Regions from separate parts of the Mus musculus genome. Here regions 2 and 3 are each linked to region 1. A link is a contact called in public Hi-C data. All regions are on one chromosome and are shown on one strand. Each heading gives the region's core, a stretch centred on a gene start, on an enhancer-like site or on the middle of the called end of the contact. The rest is flanking DNA. Distances are from core to core; before and after follow the strand shown. Region 1 has its middle 76 kb from the start of Mir21c. Region 2 has its middle 50 kb from the start of Gm32590. Region 3 has its middle 33 kb from the start of Gm32590.

The links. A called contact is a pair of places that touch in the nucleus more often than the background predicts.
Region 2: a contact with region 1 is called in a Hi-C map of uterus, with 2.0 times the contacts expected there. The contact joins two enhancer-like sites.
Region 3: a Hi-C map of uterus shows a contact between it and region 1, with 2.3 times the contacts expected there. The contact joins two enhancer-like sites. A contact is called at or near these places in 3 of 484 Hi-C or Micro-C datasets (3T3-L1-derived adipocytes, nephron progenitors and uterus), 1 of 115 datasets of contacts at active chromatin or transcription factors (heart atrium) and 1 of 9 other capture datasets (embryonic stem cells).

What each region holds. Positions count from the first base shown.
Region 1 is chr8:128,200,371-128,203,780 of GRCm38.p6, reverse strand. No RefSeq gene overlaps it. Among named protein-coding and RNA genes, the nearest start is that of Mir21c, 76 kb to the left of the region's middle. Within about 2 kb of position 2,005, at least 49 of the 459 cell types and tissues checked have an H3K27ac peak or open chromatin away from gene starts, as enhancers often do. A contact at or near this core is called in uterus, where this site is marked.
Region 2 is chr8:127,854,557-127,857,650 of GRCm38.p6, reverse strand. No RefSeq gene overlaps it. Among named protein-coding and RNA genes, the nearest start is that of Gm32590, 50 kb to the right of the region's middle. Within about 2 kb of position 1,575, at least 13 of the 459 cell types and tissues checked have an H3K27ac peak or open chromatin away from gene starts, as enhancers often do. A contact at or near this core is called in uterus, where this site is marked.
Region 3 is chr8:127,836,875-127,840,074 of GRCm38.p6, reverse strand. No RefSeq gene overlaps it. Among named protein-coding and RNA genes, the nearest start is that of Gm32590, 33 kb to the right of the region's middle. Within about 2 kb of position 1,539, at least 11 of the 459 cell types and tissues checked have an H3K27ac peak or open chromatin away from gene starts, as enhancers often do. A contact at or near this core is called in uterus, where this site is marked.

The DNA of each region.
Region 1 (3,410 bases), core at 756-3,255:
ACTTCATGAAGGAACATTTTGCTGAAGCAGACAAAGGATGTCCTGCTGTAGCAAGCATGTGAAAGGACACGTGATGAAAGATTCTTCACCAACAACACACATGTATTGGTCCACCTTACATTGCATAGTTGAGCTCCATTTGTCAGGACTTCATAGAGAAATGTACCAAAAATCTTCTGGTGGTGTGCTTGGAGGACTCTTGCCACTTCTGTGGACTCAGGTTGATTGGCAGAGTGATGTCAGCTGATACAGACTCAGGTGGAGTATTGCTAAGTGAGACTAAGGTGCTGACACAAGGCACATGATGAGGCAAGACCTGTGCAGGACATATATAATTTGAAGGGAGTATAAGTAGTACTCCTCAGACAGTGATTGAGGCCGGGCTTGGCTGGGCTTGCTTTATAGAGCTATCTGTGCAGCACTTCACTTCATCAAGAGGCACAGCTGAGAACTGCTCCTGATGTTCCTGCTAGTCCAAATCCCTCCTACCTGGCTGTTCCTGCTAGGTTGTGCCACCTGCTGCTATCCCAACACAACTAAAGAACCATCATTAAAAGTAGACCACTGTTTTATACAATGTAGAGTAACTTAGAGTAGGGTAACACATGATCACTATGTATTGTCTATCAGACAAGATCTCATGTAGCCCAAGCTGGCTTTGAATTTGCTATATAGCCAAGGCTGACTCTAAGATTCAGCACACCAAATTTATGCAGTGCTGGACCTCAAGACTTCAGGGACTGAAGCCACATCCTTGCCCCCAATCTCTCTCTTCCTTTGAGTATACACATGCAAATTCCTTGATACCATGAGGATGATTTTTACTGGATCAGTCTAGACAAGGCCCCTCAACTATGATGAAGTAGGAAGATAGTATAGGGAGAAGAGAGCAAGATCATAGGTCATATAACTGGCATATAGTTGGCTGTTAGGTTGAGTATCAGTTTCTAGAAGGTCGTGCTCATGCTTTGGCTTGGGTCAGGAAGTTGGATGCTAACTGAGCCGCAGGAAGAACAGCTAGGCAGGCCCATCTCTGTATTGAGAGCCATGACCACAGGAACTGATGCAATGAAGATGTTGGTTTTGCCATCTAGAAGGCTCACAATTTGGGATGCTTTTCAAACTTCTGGGTAAGCATGACAATGCAAATCTGAAGCAAGACAAGAATGTGGGCACTCAGCAACTGAGAGCTTTGTAAGCAGGTTCCCAGATCCTAGCTGCACTTAAGTTGAGTCTGAGCCCCTGGGCAACTTCCTGAGAAAGCTAGAAAGCATAAAAATAGCTTCAAAGTGCACAGCAGCCAAACATGCCTGCTTCTTAGCTTCACTGAGATCTTTATCTATAGATCTACATCAGATCTTCAGAGATCTGATCTGTAGGTTGGCAGGGAGGAGAAACAGGAATGTGGAGGCAGTAAATCCCATGAGCTAGTAACATGGGCACCTCCACCACCTGCCAGCTCGGGATAGTTCACAGATGAGGAAGTTGCAGCTACAGGAGAGTTGATTCACAGGAAGAGAAAGCTCTGGTGTTCCAGAACTATAAGTCTGCGCCCCCATAGAGATAGATACTGAAATAGGGTATTTTCTGAAAGAACATGAACATGATGAATAAGTCACTGGCTATCCTTATGCCCTGATGTAGTCTTTGGATTTTTTTAGTTCTAAAGAAGAAACACAAGAGACCAAGATGTGTTCTGCAGGTTACCTGGTGATATTTTCATGGGTGGAAGGAATAATTCATGAAGCCTGTCCCCATCTCATTATGGAACATGTTTTACTCATTTACTTAATTTACTGAAGATTTTAATATCACATGGCTGCCAGAAGGACATGGAAACATTTAGAAGCAGGACTCAGGGCATTAACTTCAAACGCCCACTCCTCAACCTTCTGCCAAGAAATAACAAAATATTTGTCTCTGAGATAGTTAACCTCCCTTCCATACGCAATCTACAACACATTACCTTGGCAGGCTCTGCTCTGTCCCCCTTCTCCCCCACAGGGGATGGGAATCGTTTTACTTAGGTTTCCAACTTTTCCCACGAAGATGAGAAACACCAGGAACACACAGCATTTTCCAACAAATTAGTTTGTCCTGAGATCATTTTTCATCTAATTTAAGGGTAAATGTCACAGATGTGTTTCACTGTATTGGAACTAAGGAAGTGAAGTTCCAAATGCAGTCAAGAAATACAATGTCCCTGTGGGCACAGTCAGGGTTTTTATCTACACAGGACCCTACTCCTGTCCCCCAGAGTCAACAGACACTTTTGAGTGTGACCCTCCTCTAGAGGGTGTGGCATCTTTTAAAATTTTTCTTCACTCCAAGGACTCTGGATATATTAGGTCCAAAATCAACTGTTGGCTTTCTGATACATTTTGCCCAACACAAAGTTGCTCAATGTGCCAATCACCAGTGGGGAATGATTATTTATTCCTCAGCAATATGCTTTGAAGAACAGTGGGATGTGGCTCCAGAGAAATAACACATTTTTCTCTGTTTTTCAAATAGTTCATGAAAAATACTGATGTGAAGTACCAATTACCCCCCCCCCATGAATTGGGCTGGAAGTCTTATTGTATGCTTTAAAAAATCACTTACAATTTGCTCATCCCCTTTTAATTCCACAGCAAAAAGGATGCATTTTTCTTGCTCTAAAGATTAAAGTTCGGTCTGTCTTCCTATTTGGTACAAGGGACTCTCTGACACACTGTATTCTCACATCCCCCCATATATCATTATGGGCTGTAAACTGTAAAAGATTGATGTCTACCAGAAGGACCTCCAGAGGTTGCATTCTAGTTAAAATAACAAAATACTCCCTGTTCTCTGGATGTGTCTGAAGAATAGCCCATGGCCCTTGTTTCCCAGACTGGAGTGAGCTTCTGCCTTTAAGACAGTCCATTTTGGATCCAAACTAAATACCTTGCCTAGTGAATTCTCTTGCTAATGAAGTTACTAACAGAGGCCTACTTGCTATTGCTTAATCTGAATGTTTGAATGAGACTTAGCTGCTTTCTGGTCACCATGCTGGAAATGAGATAACTGCTGAGTGCTTAGTGGGCCACCTCTATCACTCTCTCCAAGGCTTAGGTAACACTAGGAAAGAGGAGATATAAAGAAGGTAAACGTAGAAGAAGGTGGCACTTTCTGAGTCTCTCTATTCGAGTAATGGCTGCTGAGGGAAGAAGAGGCATTTTGTTCAGTGATATAGCCATTGCTCCATTTAGTAAGTCTAGGTCACTGAGTCATATACACAGATATGAAAGCAGAAAGGAGAAGAAAACAGATCAACAAAGGGGACAAGAGAGGATTATGGGAGGTAAATACAATAAAAAAAAATACATAAAGAAAATGGCTCTCTAGGCATGCTCATGGAAGCAGGCCAAGAAATTTGAACAAGGTTG
Region 2 (3,094 bases), core at 326-2,825, 350 kb after region 1:
GGCACAAAGATGGACAATGGTGTTCTGGGTTCTTCCAGGCCTGTGGTTCATCTTCCAAGGAAGGTCAGTGAGTATAACGTTTGGTTATCAGAGGAAGTGTTGCCTGCTCTGATGAGTTACTGCCAGGCCATGTAAACTGTTCTTCCTATGGACTCTAATCATAATACGATTGCTGTTGAATGTAGGGACAGGTAGGCGGTTTGTAGTCTCACCAGCAAGGGAGCCAGGCTTCTGCTATTTCTTTGGTTTATTTATCAGCTAGTCTATTCTTTTATTTGCCAGCTTGTAGCACAAACCTTTCGATCAGGATTAATGCTTCTGGTGATGTTGTCACCTAGACTTTAAAATGACTGACACTTCATCCCTTCGTTCTGATTCGGAAGTGTCCTGACATCCAGATCTTATTTAAACTACTTTTTTTTGCCTCATTTATTATTTTATTTAAACTCAATGCATAAAATGTAAAAACATATTAACATATAGGCTAAAGCCTATGGCAAACATTCCAGACCACATGCAATAGGCAACAAGATAAAATAACTAGGATCAGGCACACATTTTCCCCACAATGCACCTGTACCTCTTGCAGGAATTTATCTCAGAAAATGCTGTGCCCCACTCTAGCCCTGTGGATTAGCTCTTTGCAGTCGCAGTTTCCTGGGAACAGCAGGCACCCCCATGGGAGAATATCAAGCTGTCTTGCCATCTCGCTGAGAGCTTCAGAGAAGGTCAAGCCAAGGTCAGTCCTTCAGGCATACTGATCTCAGTGATAACCAGAACTGGCTGCCAGAAACTTGAATGTAACTTCCAAGAGCGTTCAGAAGCCCCTCCTAAATATTAGGACTGTGACATTTTCAGTCACATGTCAAGGGCTATCACACAGCACTGTCCCAGTAAGCTCTTAATTTCTGATTCCTATACTTCTAAATCCTGGGGTCTTTTTCTTTCCAGAGAATAAGAAGCCCAGGCTTCCCACATCAGTATTCCATCAAAGAAATCTAATGAGATAGCGTCTTGCAAAGATTAGCCAAGTACTAGCAGGACAAGGCTGGCTCATGGAGCCCAAGCCAAGTTCCCAGAGAAGGAAGTTGGACTCTGCCCTTCCTGTCTCTTTTCATTTCTTCAGTTCCCAGGGATCTTGGACTGCCCATTGTTTATTCAATTGTCTGACATGGAGCCAGTATATGATCTGTCCTCTGTCTTCAAAATCAAACTATCTCATTTCCAACTTCCATAACTTGGGACTTGCACTAGGGTAAGTTATCACGAAGTTAATAGGTCTCTTCATCAAGGTTACACTGTGCTAGTTAATTTCCATACTTCACTCAGTTGGATTAAGAAACACCTAGGGGGCTGTCAAGATAGCATAGCAGGCAAGGGAGCTTGTTTCTAAGTCTGGAAACCTGGGCATAAACGTAGAGCTTCACAAGAGCTGGGAAAGTGATAGAGCAAATGAGCCCCACTCCCAGACTCCCTCTGTTGTAAAGGAAATGAGACGCCCCATCTGTGTGTGCACTTGTTTAAGTGATTTGGTTTGAAGAGAAGCATCTGCCTGCGTCCACTCTGAGGGAGGGGTCTCCAGTGCATGCCTGCTCTCCAGCTGCAGGGAAGAACAAGGACAATCCTGGGGCCTCTGGGAAACCTTCAAAATCCCTGGCAGGCAAGATAGCAGATTTCCCTGAAGGGGGGAATTGCCAAGAGTTCTGTAATAGAAGGCTTTTTACCAGCAGCCCATAGTCCCTGTCCCTGCTTCTTCATTTCCTAAACCCAAGTAAAAGGAACAATATGAAGCCAGTACAGGATCCATGGAGAACACGTCTCCAAACACCCACCCACATTCAAAGAGAGCCAAAAGCCTGTATATTTGGCAGTGTGTAGATAAAACAACCATTTTTAAATAGAACACTTTACATCTTTATTAGGATGTTGGGCAGCATGTATTTATTTACTTATACATGCCCTGCCTACTTCTCAAAGACCTGGATATGGCAATATCAGAAGATCGCCTTGGGTTATAATTTTCTCTGGAAACCCAGTGCTGTGATTCATTACAAACACGGTGTTGGAAGAGAGAGGGAGCCGGCTTATGTAAACATAGCATAACGCTATTAACTGAAGCATCAGATTAAAATAACAAACATTATATTAGGTATAAAATCAAATCTGCGGTTGTATCTTAAAAGTATGGATAGGAAAACATAATCATTTCAACTAGACTAGAGCATTTTATTATAACAGAGTTAATTTGCATTTATCTACATGTCTGACATCAACACAATCTCAGACACAAACTTCCTAAGATGAAGCTATTACCACAGGATTTGGGTTAAATTTGCACAGAATAAAAATTCAGTTGGCCTTTCAGAAGGAACATATTTTTATGTCACACCTATACTAAGATTTAATTTTTTAACATAATTCATGCAGCATAGCCACTAAAGGATACAACCAAATTATAAAAAGCTTGGCAACACTAAAAGCTACTGGCTGGAGAAATTTCTGTAAAACAGATACTTTATATACACAGGTGATGGCGGCATCACTTGAGGAATTATGGTACCAGACAGACCTTCATCACCATAATGGTGTCTCTTTAATAAAAAACTGAAAGTAAGTGGATAGAATTGTTTTCAAATTATATAAGCATTAGTTTTCAATCTGTGGAACTTAAGAATGTGTTTTCTCGGCTGAGAGATGTTAACCTGTTTATTCAGGATAAAATGTATTTATATATAAATATTTTGAGTGTATATTAGTACACAACATCAAACCACTACATTTCTTTCCTTCATTTCATTTCTGTAAAAATGTATTATTATTTTTATTTTTTAACATTAGATACAATCTTATCTCTACTTGACTGGCCTCAAACATGCTATATAGCCAGATCTTGAACTTTGAATCCTGCCTCAACCTTCCAGTACTGGGATTATAGCCATGCACTACCTCATTTGAGTCCTGGATCTCTGAGAATGACATGGGGCATCATATATCCTAGACCAGTGTCTACTAACTGAGCCACACTCCCAGACTGGGCTATGGAGTTCTATGGAGTCTGAAGACACTCAGATTTGTCTTTGCAAAACCTTTCTCA
Region 3 (3,200 bases), core at 290-2,789, 360 kb after region 1:
AAGTAGGCTAAGCCAATGTGTGGTCCTCCCTACCATTGACCTATCATTGTGTGGGCTTTAGGCTCATCCTCTAAAGTGGCCTGAAAAGTTGTTAAAAACTCTATAATATCATTTTCTGGGAGACAAGCCCTTTCTCTGACTAGAGCCTTTTCCTCCTCCCAGCATGAGATTTCTAGGGAAATTCCCATTTCCTTGGACCATTGTTTCAGCAGTCTGGCAGTTAGACTGAGACACAAATGTCTCTTTACAGTATCTTCATTTCTGCCAAGCCTGTTGCCCTTTGACTGAGGCTTTGTGGCTGTTATGAAAATGTAAAATATCTCAAGGACTTTGGGGAATTCTTTGTTTACACATCCTATCTTTGAGCAGAGCCCACAAACCCCCACTTTAATGATCTTCTCTTCTTTGAATGACACTGAGGAAGCTATGTGACAGGCAGGGCCAAGCTGGACCCACCTTGCTGTCTGCTCCTCTCACATGCTCTGTGACAGTCTCCTATGCCACTACCTCACATATTTACTGCACAGATCTGCAGCAGAACAAGGGGCTTTGCGGAAGACTATGTGCTTTGGGGCACAGATCTTTCCATGCCTGTATACTTCATGTGGTCGGACAAATCACCTTCCAGTACACTGTCAGTAGAGATCCAGGGCCATCGGTTCATTTGGAGATGTACATGCTCAGTTGCCCATTTCTTCAGCTGACTGCTATTCTGCCTCTTTTTTCCTGTAGTCTTCATATTCTTTCCCCTAGTCTTCCTGCACTATGCCAGCCCATGCTCTTGAGTAGGCAATTTGAAACACCAATGCATTTGAGGATAATTGGAATGTGATCCATTTGAGTTAAATTTTGTTTCTCTTAGAGGGGCTTAGCTGCTTAGATATTTTTCCCCTCTGATTCCTCTGCTGGGGCACTGGGACTAGCAGCTTCATCATCCATCATTAGCACACAGGCAATAAGAACTGGATCTTAGCATCTCTTCCTGCATCTTTCAGTTTATAACCTAACACTGAAAAAAAATTTAAAAGGCTTCAGTTTCACTCATTTGTTCCAGAAATGACTTTGCCACAGTCCTGAAAAGAAGTAGCTTAAAGAGGAAAAAAAAAATCATTTTGCTGAGATATGCTAATTCCAGATTTATCAGATAATAGAGAACTAGGTGGCTTTCCAACTCTGCCTGACAAATTTGTAAGTCAGTAGAAGGCTTGCCCATGTAATGCATATCAAAACTCAAATGCTGGGAGATCTTCTGTTCATTTTCAAAACAAAGACATCAGAAGACTTGGGGATGCACTTCAGGTTGTTTTCCAACCCAAACAACCCTTGGCTTTTTTTTTTTTTTCTTTCTCTCAGCAAAGCCTCTCTGGAGATGATCTGAGTTGAGTTGAAACATGTCATCTGAAATCACTTCTATGTAGAACCAGGATTGCTTTGCTCTGGGCAACATTCTTTCTGTGCTTCTCACTCACTATGTACAACACACTGTGGCTCACACCATGTTGAGACTGTGAGCTCCTCAGGGCAGGGCCACTACTGATTTCATTGTGTTCTTGGCAGCAGAAATCTTAGCACATCATGTTTTTGCTCATATTAGACACTCCTCCAGGCCAGGGCAGATGCAAGGGAGGCCCAGAGTCTTCTCTTACTAGCAAGAAGTCTACTGGGGAGGGAACCTGCTGCTTAGAAGTCTCCAGTTATAGCAAGTGAGGAGACAGCAGCCTGCTAATCATCTTCTAGATCTGCAATTATGTTTGGGATCCTCACCTTTATCTTTAAGCTTGGAGTCTATAAGGAAAATATGCCAACAATTGCTTCTGCCCTGGCAGATAGACTCAGATTCACACATTCACAAAACCCACTTGTTAAAGGCTTCCCATTAGAATTTTTAAATGTCAAATTCATTATAACTGGCAAGATCTCCATAATCTGAGTTTTGGGGTCCAAGTCTCTGAAACCTCCCCTTCCATTCCAGTGGTCAGTTTCTTTCTGACCATTGCTTATATCAAGTTCTTCCCAACCCAAGGGTTTTACTCGATAGTCTCTTTGCCTGGTAGACTCTTCATAGAGCTTTGCATGGCTCACTTTTTGGTCTTTTGTTCTCAATTCCCATACTTACCTGACCCTGAGCTCTGTCTTCCCTGGCATCACTTAATTACCCACGTGTTTATTTGTTCATTTATGCATTCACTTTCTTTATGTCGATGGCCCATATTAGGCTGAAACAGTAAGAGCCAGCACTGAGTCATACTCCTCAGATATTGCTTGCACATATGTGTAAGTGTGTACATGTGTGTGTTCTTCCCTTCTTATAACATCTGTCCCTGGACTTAAGATCACCCTAACCCTATATGGCACAATAATTTATAATATAGTTTATGACATCATCATAATTATGACCTCATTATAATTATGACCTCACCATAATTTATCACCATAATTCATGACCTCATTATAATTCATGACCTCATTCTGATCATAACCATATCATGAGTTTCAGACCACAGTGTAACTCATGATCTCATTGTGACTTTGTGACCTCATTGTGATTTCATGCCATTGTAATAATGACTTCATCACAATATATGACCTTCATTGTGACCTTATGACCTCATTGTAACTTTATGATGTCTTCATTTCCAACTGAGGCCATAGTATAAGGCACAGGTCTAAAGATATCATTTATAGGAAGGCAGACCAAGCCCATAGCCATAACTGATTATTTTAGTCACCAGGAACCACTGAGAAGAGAAACCAGACCTGTTGATGTGGTTTTGGATTTATGCCACATGGTGTCCTCATGGACACAACAAGCAAAGAGGTCTTTCCCTATGTTCTATATCATTCATTGTATTAGTTACTTTCTCATCCCTATGACAAAATACCTTCTAACTTCACACAATTCAGTTTCTCATGATGGAGAAGGCTTGATCCAGAAACAACATGGCCACAGAGAGATGGGGTAGAGCTCCCAGACGGGGCAGAGAAAGAAGACAGACAGAGCTAGGCCAGAAGCTGGGGCTACCCCCAGTGACCTATTTCCTCTAGCCAAGTTCCCGTGTCCCAGAGCTCTCATAACCTTGCAAAACAGCTCCACCAGCAGGAGACCAAATTTTAAAACATAAGAGCCCATGGGAGACATTTTAGATCCAGTAACATAACACTTACCAGCTTCAGCCCCTGGGATTCAGGAAGAACATGCA